2 separate regions of the Sus scrofa genome follow, and region 2 is linked to region 1. Evidence: chromatin contacts called from public HiChIP or PLAC-seq data. All regions are on one chromosome and are shown on one strand. The core of a region is the stretch at or near the end of the contact, and the rest is flanking DNA. Distances in the headings are between cores, read along the strand shown.

Region 1 (6,120 bases), core at 1,742-4,241:
TGTCGCCATAGCTTTGCCTTTTCTAGATGTCACAGACTTGTGATCAGAGAGTGTGTAGCATTTTCAGACTGGTTTCTTGTACTTCGTCATAGGAATTTAAGATTCTGCCCTGATTCTCCATGGCTTGACGGCTCATTTCTTTGTAGCTCTGCACAATATTCTTTTTTTTTTTTGTCTTTTTGTCTTTTTTGTTGTTGTTGTTGTTGTTGTTGCTATTTCTTGGGCCGCTCCTGCGGCATATGGAGGTTCCCAGGCCAGGGGTTGAATCGGAGCTGTCGCCACCGGCCTACGCCAGAGCCATAGCAACGCGGGATCTGAGCCACGTCTGCAACCTACACCACAGCTCACGGCAACGCTGGATCGTTAACCCACTGAGCAAGGGCAGGGACCGAACCCGCAACCTCATGGTTCCTAGTCGGATTCGTTAACCACTGCGCCACGATGGGAACTCCTCTGCACAATATTCTATTGCCTGGATAGACCACGGTTTATCCATCACCAGCTGAAGGGCAACTTGATGGCTTCCAAGTTTGGGTAGTTATAAACAAGGCTATAAGCACACATGTGCAGACTGTTGCGCGGCTGTACGTTTTCGGCTCCTTTGGGTAGATACCAAGGAGCCAGATTCCTGGATCTTGTGGTAAAGGTCTGTTGGCAAGACACCGCCAAACTCCTCCAAAGTGGCTGCATCATGGGGCTCCCCTCAGCCATGACCAGGGGTTCCTGTGGCTCCACACCCTCACCAGCATGTGCTGCTGCCGGGGCCCCAGATTTGGGCCAACGGGTGTGCAGTGTAACAGAATCGTGTTGTTGTTTTAGTCAGGTTTTCCTGAAACTCAGCATGTCACAATTTCTTTTTGAGTCGAATAGGTTTCCCACCCCCGACCTGTAGCCCCGTCCCCCGAGGTGCACGTCTCGGACCTTGAAGAACACAAGTGAGGATATACGGCTTAGGTCACACAGTTCTGCTCACAGGTAAGTCCACAGCACCTGCCACTCACTGAGCGACAGTCATCAAAGGTGCACTTGTTTCTATTAGAGACACTTTCTCCAAAGCCATCCACCACGGACACAGAATTCTCTCCCTGTGTAATAAGAGGAAACGCACCTTTCATCCAATGCACTGCCACTACTTCTGTGTATTCCCTGTGTTTACTGTTATTTTTGGAACAGTTTTCTGCACAAAGGAAAAAAGTACCGGGGCGGGGGGGAACCGTCGAACTTGTGGATTATAATGAGATAATAATAATCCAATAAGGAAGTAGTTGGATTATGAATCAGAAAGTAAATATTGTGGAGTCTGAATGGAAAACTCAAACCATGCATTTTGGTGCTCTGACTTCTAAATGTTCTAAAAGCCAAATTCCATGGCAGCTCTTGGCCTTTATTGGGTGCGCTCGGACATGGAATCCTTCATCGGTGCCTCAGCGAGCCGCGCCCTGTGAAATTCCCTCCCTGTGTGTTCGGGTAGGCCCTCGACTTGCCCCTGGCCGGCGGGCACAGCAGAGGTGATGGATGTCATCACGCTCTTGGTTCAGTCACCTCGTGGGGCAAAGATGGAAGGACGCTGTGTCCTACAGGCCTTGATCTTGGACTGGAGGGAAACTGTTCGGCTGGCCTTGGGGAGGCTGCAGGGGTCCGTGGCATGGGACCCAGGGCAGCTGTCTCTGGGCCTGAGAGCAGCAGGGCCCCCAGTCATACAGCCAGAGAGAAAGGAAGTCTGCTACAATCTGAAGGGGTGAGTCGGGTTCTCCAGGGAAACCGGAGCCAGGAGGATATACAAGGATACAAGAGGGAACTCATTTTTGTTTTTTTGTCTTTTATTAGGGCCACACCTGACATATGGACGTTACCAGGCTAGGAGTCGAATCAGAGCTATTGCTGCCGGCCTGCACCACAGCCACAGCAACACAGGATCTGAGCCTCGTCTCTGACCTACATCACAGCTCAGGGCAACACCGGACCCTTAAGCCACTGAGCGAGGCCAGGGATCGAACCCATACCCCTCATGGACACTATGTCGGGTTCTTAATGCACGCAATCACAACAGGGACTTCTAAGTTTGCTGCTTAAACTATGTGTACAATCCCTGCTCTGAGTGGAAATTTCTGACAATTGCGTTTTGTAAAGCAACTACCATCACAAAGGTGCCTAAGAGCCAGAGCCCAAACACTGACCCCAGCACATCCGACACTGACCCCAGCCCCCAGGGTGCCCTCCTGTCGTCATCTCTGGGTGACCTAAGGGATCCCACTGAGCACGACTTGGCCTGATACGGAGGGTCCTTTGTGTTCTTGAGCTTCTGTTTCTCAGCTGCGCTCTGTGGAGGGATCTGAGACCGCAGGTCAGGAATGAGCCGTGGACATCGACCGTAAGTCAATGAGGAATTTTAAATTGCTCTCTCTATGTACATACGTGGAAACTTCCAGGTTTCTTTCCTCAGTTTCCAGGAAGAACACTTACTTGCGGCTTTGACCCTGAGGTCTGTTTTCGGGCCGTATTAAGTTGCCTTATGATTCTGCAGCACATGACGATAAATAAAGAGAGGCAGAGTGTAAAAGTCATTTTACTTCTGAAATACCTTCTGTTGTAAATAGATACGCGTTTTCCAGAAGGCTCAGAAAATGTGCTCATTGTAACCTCATCCAGAGTTCTTTCTTTTGTTTCCAAATCCGGTCCTTCTGAGACCCTTTGTTCTGAGTTCATTGTGCAATATTTCCCATGTGACCATGTTTTGTAAAATCGACTCAGATTTTACAAAACCTTAGTTTATGTTCTAAACATGTCTTAACAGGTCCCTAATGAAAGTGTGGTCATTGATTGACAGAGAGGAAAAGGGAACGAGAAAAGCGCAGCTTAGTATAATAAAGTTTCCTATGTCAATGTTAGGTTTTACACTCAAACAAAAGCTAAATTTGGGACACCGATTACATACCAGCATTGATATGAGTCATTTCCTTCCATGATAGCAAAACCCAAGCCCTAACTTCCTTTCTTAGGGTAAATCTGCATAAACCAGCAGATTTCAGATCTCAATTCTGCATGTGTGAGTTCCTCAAAAAAAAAAAATCTCAGTTCAAATTTGTACCTTCAGTGGAATTTTAAATAATTCCAAGAATGAGAGTAGCTGACACCAAGCATTAGATATTAGTAGAACAGTTTCACTTTCAACAATGAAATTCTATGTCAGTTAAAATTTTGCAGATACTGTGAAAGGAAAAGTGAAGAAATACTTGCATCGTAACAAACTAAGAAGACCTGCACTGAACTAAGACACAGACACACACAGACAGACACAGAAACACAGCAACACACAGAAACAGAGACATACACACCCCCTACAATGATGAATGTCATTCCACTTCTGTTTCATGCGGAACCTTAATAACCTAGCACTTTCTTCAACACATCAGCCCACTTCATGTTCAGAAGTGAAAGGAAGAAACTGCCATCTAGTTCAGCGCTTTGAAGATTTTCCGGGAGGAGAAGAATGTGCATATGACTGGTCACTATGCTGCACAGCAGAGATAGACTCAACTCTGTAAATCAACTATACCCTAATAAAAGTAAATTTAATTAAAGCTGGTTAAAAAAAAAAAGATTCCAGGACCTTTTCATTCTGGCCTTAATAAACCTGCTTGCTCTGCTCCCTTCTCCTCCAGGGAGGGATTCTGCCATATGTTTAGGAGGCCCGGGACGTGGACCTTACACCTTTCGCCTGATGTGTGGGCACAGCAAGTTGAGGAGGGCAGGTGGCGGGTGAGGACTAGGCTCTTTCAGGACCCCTTGGAGGAGGTTTTCCAGAGAGTGACTCTGGACACCAGGCATAAGTAACCACAGCTGGTCTGTGGACGAGCAAACAAGGAAGGTCCAAACTGAGAGTCGCTGGTGTGCGGAAGTTCTAGAGAAAATCGCAAGACCAGGTGAGACCTCGAAGGGAGTGCGTGTGGCCGGAAAGGGCAGAGGAGGCGGTCCCGCCTTGAGGCGCCAGCGCTCAAGGGACTGGAAAGAAAAGCAGTGAGCATGGCAGGTGGAGGGGAGGGAGAGAGCAATGGGGACGAGCTGGGACTGGCCGGTGCCCTGGAAGCTCAGCGCGCGCGGGAAGCGCTCCGGGTGCCAGCGGCTAGCAACTCCTCCAATGCGGACAAGCGCTGCGACCCCAGGGGGAGATGCCTGGCGCCTGGACAGGACCTTGGGGTGGAGGGGGTGGGTGAGCAGCGGAAAGCCTGGCAGGGGACAGTTCACCAGAGAAGAGTGTGAGAGGAGAGGCAGGAAAGGCAGGGATGAGGCTTCTCAGGAATTCCACCCCCAGGAGACCCGGGTCCGAGGGGGAAGGAGAGGCGGCCAGAGGACCCAAGCTTCTCAGGAGCAGGTAAGGAATACCCGCGTTTGCAGGCTGCTGGGAGGGGCTGAGCCAAGCAAGTGCGGGACCTGGAGGAGAACGGAGACTCCGGGGAGCTGGGTCCTTGGAAGGACCAGCGATGAGAGCAGGTGCAGGGGGCCCGGCTCAGCGCAGGGGCACAGAGCACTCCTCCCTGGTAACAGACAGGGACTCAAGTGCACGGTCAGGTGGGACAGATGGGTAGTTAGGCTGGTGGAGGGGCCTCTTGGATTCCTCAGCAAAGGGAAAATACAACAACCGCGGAGACGGGGCCTGGGCCTGCGGTCGGTGAGGCTTGGGGGTGGGGTGTGTGTGTGTGTGTGTGTGTGTGTGTGTGAGAGAGAGAGAGTGCAGGCCCCCGTGTGCGGAGGAGGAGGAGGGGGAGGGAAATGCCCTGTATCATTAGGATGTGGGGCTCGTGTCCTCAGCGGGCATCGTGTGGGTGACCTTTGCCTAAAAACACCCCTCCGCCCGGTTGTGTGTTTTCCGCTGTGTCGCAGCCGCAGGTGGAGCTGTTTTTCACTGGGGTTGTGCTTTTCTCCAGGGAGCATCTCAAAACCTGGGAGGAGCAAAGGCGGGGGGTGGGTGGGTGTAGACAGGCAGGGATCACTGGACCCACAAATCCTCTTCATAGGAACGAGGGCGGCGGAAACAGAAGACAGCGCCGCGGAGGAGGGGACCTCGAGGTGGAAGAAAGCGTGGACAGAGCAAGCGACCCCGCAGGCGCGGGGCGTGGAACAGCGCCCACGTGCTTCGGTCACAGCAACAGGGGGATGCTGTCACAGCGGGGCAGGAAACGCGTGACGAGCCCCTGGGCCCGAGCCCGAGGTCGCCCGGGCCCCTCTCTCTGCAGAGGATGCCCTGCCGTCTTCCTGCTCCGGGCATCCTCTCCGCCCAAAGGCCGTCCCTGGGCTGTCGCAGGGAACCCCGCCGGCCCTGCCTCGCCCTCCGCGGAAGCCGGGACCCACGCGTTAGTGACCGCGCGACAGCATCGCTGTCTTTCTCTGCAGCACCTAGGGGACCTACACCAGGAAGCCGGCCCCTCCTCACCAGTCAGACCCAGCAAGGTGTTGCCTCCGGCCTACTCATGCCAACTCAATGCGCAATTTTTATTTATTTTTTAATTAAAAAATTATTATAGTTCATTTACAATGGTCTGTCCATTTCTTTTTTTTTCTTTCTTTCTTTTTTTGTCTTTTTGCCATTTTCTTGGACCACTCCCACAGCACATGGAGGTTCCCAGGCTAGGGGTCGAATCGGAGCTGTAGCAACACCAGAGCCACAGCAACGTGTCTGCGACCTACACCACAGCTCACGGCAATGCCGGATCCTTAACCCACTGAGCAAGGCCAGGGATCGAACCCGCAACCTCATGGTTCCTAGTGGGATTCGTTAGCCACTGAGCCACCACGGGAACTCCTGGTCTGTCAATTTCTACCACACTGCAAAGCGACCCGGTGAGACATATACATACATTCTTTTTCTCACATTACCCCATGTTCCATCGCAAGCGACTGGACATAGTTCCCTGTGCGGTACAGCAGAATCTCATCGCCCATCCGTTCTAAACGCAGCAGTTCACTTCTAACCCCAAACTGCCCCGTCCATCCCACTCCCTCCCCTTGGCAACCACAAGTCTGCTCTCCATGTCCAAGAGTTTATTTCTCAAAGCGCTATTTTTAGACAACCGTTTCCTTTTCTCATTACAGTGTCACTTGGAAATATCTACTGTCTATAAT
Region 2 (6,120 bases), core at 1,148-3,647, 270 kb after region 1:
TATCTTTTCATATTAAGTCCAAAGTGAAGATAAAATAGTAGCTTGTTACCATATCCATATCCAAAGATAAAACTTTCTGAAGCTCAGAGGACTCTCGTTAACCTTTCATTTCTGTGATTATATTAGTGTGGGCTCTATATTCCATTTTCATATGGCCCTAATTTTATTTCAGATATATTCTAATAACCTCAGATGGGGATAATTTTATTTCTTTCTTTTTTTTTTTTTTTTTTTGCTTTGCTATTGTACATCATGATTAGCTAGGGGATTTTTATTTATTTTTATTTTTTTTAATTTTTCTTTTTTTGTCTTTTTGTTTTTTAGGACCACACCAGCAGTATAAGGAGGTCCCCAAGCTAGGGGTCGAATCAGAGATACAGCCGCCAGCCTGCACCAGAGCCACAGCAACGTGGGATTCGAGCCACATCTGTGACCTACACCACAGCTCATGGCAATACCAGAGCCTTAACCCACTGAGCTAGGCCAGGGATCGAACCCGTGTCTTCATGGATGCTAGTCAGGTTCGTTAACCACTGAGCCCCAAGGGGAACTCCAGATGGGGATAATTTTAAAACAAGGTTGTCAATAGTCAAATTAGTCAAGGCCATGAGTGCATTTCAAGACAATTCCAGATAGCTGAGTAGGTTCCAGATCAGCAGGAAAACGAAATAAAAAGAAGTATATGGAAAAAGACGGATTGGGGAGTGAGCTGGGACAAGCCCCAGAGGTCGCTGGCTGTGCACTGCGCTTTCTGTGGTCAGAGGCAGGAGGAGCTGGAGGATGGCCCAGCTGACCTCCGACCCGTGGGCGGTGAGAGCGCCTTGCAGCCTTTTAACCGGCTCAGGACCCAGCCCAGGCTCCTAAAAGAATCCACCTGGAGAACGTGGGCAGGTTGTACGGCGTCTCTGCCTCTAACGTGGCAACAGTAAGAGTGCTGACCTCCCAGTGTTGTTTTGTGAATGTCAAGTCATGCTCAAAAGTCACAGTGTGGGATGCATGATGCGTGTGAAATAAACATTAACTCTTGCAAAGTCTTCTGAAGGTCCCCTTCTCCTGTTCCAGGCTGGCTTGCTCCGAGCTGCTCAGAGACAGGCCAGAAGCAATGCACCATCAGGCAAAGCCTCCTGGTCAAAACAGGACCGGCTTTCCTATAAAGCGGCTTTACATTGTCAAAGCAGCCCTGAAAACACCAAGACTCAGCTTCCACCGAATGCATTCAGAGAGTTCTCCGTGTATCCCCCAAGACTGCTGACTTAGTCACCAGCCAAGAAAGGTGAAGGGCTAAGTGCAAGGGCCATTCTTCCTTCTCCAAGCGAAAGCCAAGCTCCGACAGCTAGAGAGAGGCCTCACAGCTTTCGAAAATAATGAAGATCAGAAGCCTCCAGTTTCTTTGTCTTTCTAATGACTCTGCTTTAAAAATAAATCTGTTCCTTGTCTCTCTGACTTTCCATAGGCTTTCTGAGCTTACTTGAAACAAACAGATTTTGACTCTGTTGGGAAATGATCGTTCTCTACACCCGGACACAACAGGCAATCCCTAGAGATGGCAGATCTGCTGTCACTTTGTCCGGTCATCTGAAAATAGGCTTTCTCGGGGAGGAGGCCTGACATGGAAGCCGAGGGCAAAGGATGTGCTCCGGAGAGAGTGTGAACTGGCTTTTGTTCCCTCCTTGGTGACACCCGACCCTGGCCTTGGAAGGTGGACCTTCCAGGGCTGTGCGGTAAAGCCATCTTCTGCAGGCGTCTGTGACTCCTGCCCATCTTGAATTCCTCCATCTGAATGAAAGAAATGACTGCCCCACGTCTCTCAGGGGTGAGGGGCATGTCATCTTTTGATGCCCATATTTCAGTTCACGGAAGCCCTGCCACCTGCAGGGAGAAAACAGCCCACGAAACCCTCACTGGAGCCTCAGCGCCGCCATGCCCTGTCTCCCTGGTAAAATAAGCAAATCCTTATCAGTCAGCATCTGTTTCCCGTGCCCCCACCCCAGCGTCTGTTTACCAGATTTTTTTCATTGAGAGACTTCCCCGCGGCGTATAATTCACTTCGTTTTTGCTCATTCATAAGATTTTTTTTTTTTTTTTTTTTTTTATCTCCCAGCTGCAACTATTTTGGGCACATTTCTGAGGACTTATTGAATGTGACTCATCGGAGTGAAGTGGGACTACCGAACAAAGCGGAGGCCGTCTGAGCGCTTTTGAAATACAGTAAATTTACACAATACGTATTTGTTGGTGTAAAGTACATGATTCGAGCGCTTGTCCATAGAGTCTTCTCCCCGTCTATTCAAAAATGAAGTGGATTGCTTTTTTAATATGCAAATTCTGGAAAAGGCTACTTAGCCTTCTCTCTTTCCTCCAGAAGTTGCCAGGGGGAGGAAAACAACGGAGACAAAGTAAACTCATCGCTTTCATTCGACACAAAATCAAATCGCTATTGCCAGGCGTTCCCATGGCAACTGCCTTCCTAAGCAAACTTCTCTGCAAAATATACAGCTGTTATTTTATCTCGTTGCTAAGTTCCCTCGACAAAACCACACCATAATAACCGCTCACATATATGTGGTTAAAGGGGATAAAACTCCCACGGGCCTCACAGAGCTTATCTTTTAAATGATAACTTAGGAATTTGACCCTCCATCCTCAGCACCATATGGGGTTTTCCTTTTTCTTTTTTTTTTTTTTGAGTCCTTTGCCTTGAAACTCTGCCATATTAGGAAAAATCCAGGCGAGTCTTTCATCTATATCATTGTTAGTTGTGTGAATAGAATTTTTTCCTTTGGTTTGTTTTTTTTATTGTCGAACAGTGAAAGATTAGGTTCCATTTTCCCATTTTCATTAAATGAGATGATAAAATGATGTATTCTAATATTTCATATCTGCAGAGTTAATAGTTTCTCTATTACTGTTTGTTCTCTTTTTTAAAGCGTAACCATGACTGGACTAGTCTTTGGGTACCAATTATTCTGCCTCTCTCTGGAGAGGAACCAGTGAGAAAATTGAAGTCATTTTATCAAACTGCCAAGAGAGGAGAGAGAGTACCCATTACATGGCTATCCATAACATATTTTAGCACCAGAGCAAAGCTGTAAATAAGCCAGAAGAAAATAGGCCCAAGCCCTAGAGGAAAGTCAGATTCCCATGAAATATTCAGTGAGGCTCTCTCTCACCAGTGCGGGCCCCAGGAGGGCCAGGGAGGAATATTATGGATCTCGTGTCTCAGGGGAGGAGCAGGTCGATGAAAGGGACATGCCCACACCGTGAAGCTTGGGGCAGTGTCACAGCTAGGCTGCTGCCTCTCTCCATTGCTTTCTTTTAAAGTAATGTGTTTTCTTCACCTTAATTCCGCTGCATTTGGCAAGAAAACTGGTTTGTTGATGACCCTTAAGACTATGCCATAAGAGTTCCCACTGCGGCTCAGCACGTTAAGAGCCCGACTAGTATCCATGAGGCTGTGGCTTCGATCCCTGGGTTAAGGATCCAGCATTGCCATGAGCTGTGGTGTAGGTGGCAGACGAGGCTCGGATCCCGAGTCGCTATGGCTGTGGTGTAGGCCGGCGGCTGTAGCTCTGATTTGACTCCTAGCTTGAGAACTTCCATGTGCTGCAGGTGCGGCCCTGTAAAGCAAAACTAAAATAAAATCAGATTATGCCATAGCTTTCAGAAAGATTCATTTTTGGCAGTGTCGGCGTGTGATATTTTATTTGCAAATGAGAGCCAAAAATAGCTTATCCCCACAGTTTTTTTCACAGCGGTAAAACACAAGGAAAATCCTGGTTGTAATTCCTTATCCAGGTCAAGGGGTGTGCCTGGAAATCACCGCTTCCACCTGGCATTTTCCCTCCAGAGTCTACCTCTGGATTTGCGAGGCGCCCCTGTGCCTCGACTCAAAGGGACCCTATGACTCCATCCTCCTGGAAATCACACACACACACGTTAGCTTTGTCATTGTCCCCTGTGCATGAAAGTGACATCATAGTTTACACGGAGGACACACCTACCTTCAAATTTACATGTGCTTCAGTGTTTTTTTCAGTGTCTTATTTATATACTATACAATATATACAATATGTGTTATATATTTGCATAATGTGTAGTGTAGTATATTATACATATATTAGTATGTACCATGTATATCAGAACAACACACCGTGAATACTGTAATCTTCCCTCAGGCACATCCGTGACTTTGGAGCCTTGACAGGAGGAGATAAGGATCCAGATCCTATCTGGAAGTGAAGGAACACGCCTAAGAAAAGTCCAAATTACAAAGGTTCCCGGAGGCGGGGTGATTATGGTTGTACATATTGATATTTTTGTATCATCTTGGAATACTTTCAATTTCACTGGGTGTAGTTTTCCTTGGAATTCCTTAACTGTTTTGTCTGGGTGTGTGGAAAGATCTTTATTAAAAAAATTGATTTAACTCGTGAATGGAAGAAAGATGTCTCTTTTGGGGCACATCAACCCCCCCCCACCCACCTCAATGCCTTGGCCATCCCCCATCACCAGCCTCCCCACCACCCAGGAGCTGAGGGAGATGAGCCTGGCAGGTGGCCTGCAGGATGCTCCCTGCTCACCCAGTGCCTGACCCCCAGCGCCCAACTACCTCAGCCTTTTTTTCTTTCTTCTTCTTCTTCTTCTTTAAATGCACTGCATTTTCCATCATTTTCTCTTGTTAATATTTGGTTAAACACAACGTATCTTTTGTAAAAAAACCCAGCACCAGTCCAGCAAAAAAAAAAAAAAAAAAAAAGAATACAAGCAAGGAAACCAAACTGCTTAGGGCTGACTTTATCGTGTGTGCAATGGAGATCCGTTGAGGAGTTTGAGGCATAGAATGTCCTGAAATTGAAGACCATAAATGCAATAGGGGCATGAATAGCGACCCCGGCTCCGGAGCTCGCTGAAGTCAAAGAGGATGCAGGGGTAGAGCCTGGGAACTTGGGGTTTTGATTAGAATGGGTTTGAAGTCCATGGAGCTTTGTTCCTCCTGTTTTATGTAGCTGGAACTGAGAATGAGGGAGCCAGAAAGGTGAAAATATTTCTAGTTTTGATATTTCTCAGTCGTCTTCCCAGACATAGTGTGTACCCCTGATGAGAGCGGACAACTGATATCGAATGAGATACTGGGCTGTGGTTCTCCCAACATCCCTTCACCGACCACTGGTGATGCAAACCCCTTTAGAAAGAGTTTAATATTGTTTCCTTGTACTTCAGTTCACATTTTATGCTTAGTAGCTTTTTACGTGTATATGCAGTTTCCCCCAAATACATTCTCTCTTGCCAAAGGAAGATGAATGTCCAGGTTGGGAATGCTCGCTTGGAACCTGGATGCCCCCAGATGAGTCTGAAGGTGCAGGTTAGTGAGCTGGAAAAATCGAGCTTGGTCGTATGGGCCAGAGAAACATATGGAGACAGGAGAGAGTCAGATATTTGGGTCTGGATTCATGGAATGGAAATGGCTGAGAATCTAGGTCACTGGATTTAATCATTTTGTATCTTACCCAGTACAAAATCTCTAACACGTAGCTCATCATGGGATGTTTTGCTGCTAATCACACTGATAAAACTTGGTGGTTTTAAGCATTGGCATTTTATTGATTCAGGGAAACCTCATGTAAAAATCGCCGTTTGGTGCCACAGCACTCGAGATGTAGACATTTACAACCTCAGAATAGTGCCCGTGAGAGAAATTTGCCAAGAACTAATAATCGAGACGTTATACACTCAGCCAACTGTGATCTTTCTGAGACGGTGGGAGCATGAAGTGCGTTTCTATTTCGGGACCTCCAGTAAAGACTTTGTTTCTTCAAAATGGTAATAGGAAGCAATTCTCTTCACTGCATACCATGTCGAGAGGAAATCTATGTTTAAAAAATATTTCATGTCCTTTGTATTTTTAAGCACTTCTAAAGTCTCATCAAAGGCATGGGAAATGTGCAATGTAATAAAAAATAATAAATCTATATTAACCCTGCTGTTAACGGGGAACCATGCATGCTGTTCTTCCTAGTCAGTAAACTAGTTGAAGATCGAACTAATGAGAGCTTTTAATGCTACGGACACAGTGATGTATGTTTTAAATACTTTCTTTAACCGGATGAGTTCAGGAAGTCA

The links. HiChIP or PLAC-seq counts read pairs in DNA pulled down with a chosen protein or histone mark.
Region 2: a contact with region 1 is called in an H3K27ac HiChIP or PLAC-seq map of skeletal muscle. The contact joins two enhancer-like sites. A contact is called at or near these places in 2 of 47 Hi-C or Micro-C datasets (embryonic fibroblasts and fetal heart ventricle) and 1 of 2 datasets of contacts at active chromatin or transcription factors (skeletal muscle).

The regions. Positions count from the first base shown.
Region 1 is chr10:66,224,287-66,230,406 of Sscrofa11.1, reverse strand. No RefSeq gene overlaps it. Among named protein-coding and RNA genes, the nearest start is that of KLF6, 260 kb to the left of the region's middle. Within about 2 kb of position 2,991, at least 39 of the 83 cell types and tissues checked have an H3K27ac peak or open chromatin away from gene starts, as enhancers often do. A contact at or near this core is called in skeletal muscle, where this site is marked.
Region 2 is chr10:65,953,793-65,959,912 of Sscrofa11.1, reverse strand. No RefSeq gene overlaps it. Among named protein-coding and RNA genes, the nearest start is that of AKR1E2, 260 kb to the right of the region's middle. Within about 2 kb of position 2,397, at least 32 of the 83 cell types and tissues checked have an H3K27ac peak or open chromatin away from gene starts, as enhancers often do. A contact at or near this core is called in skeletal muscle, where this site is marked.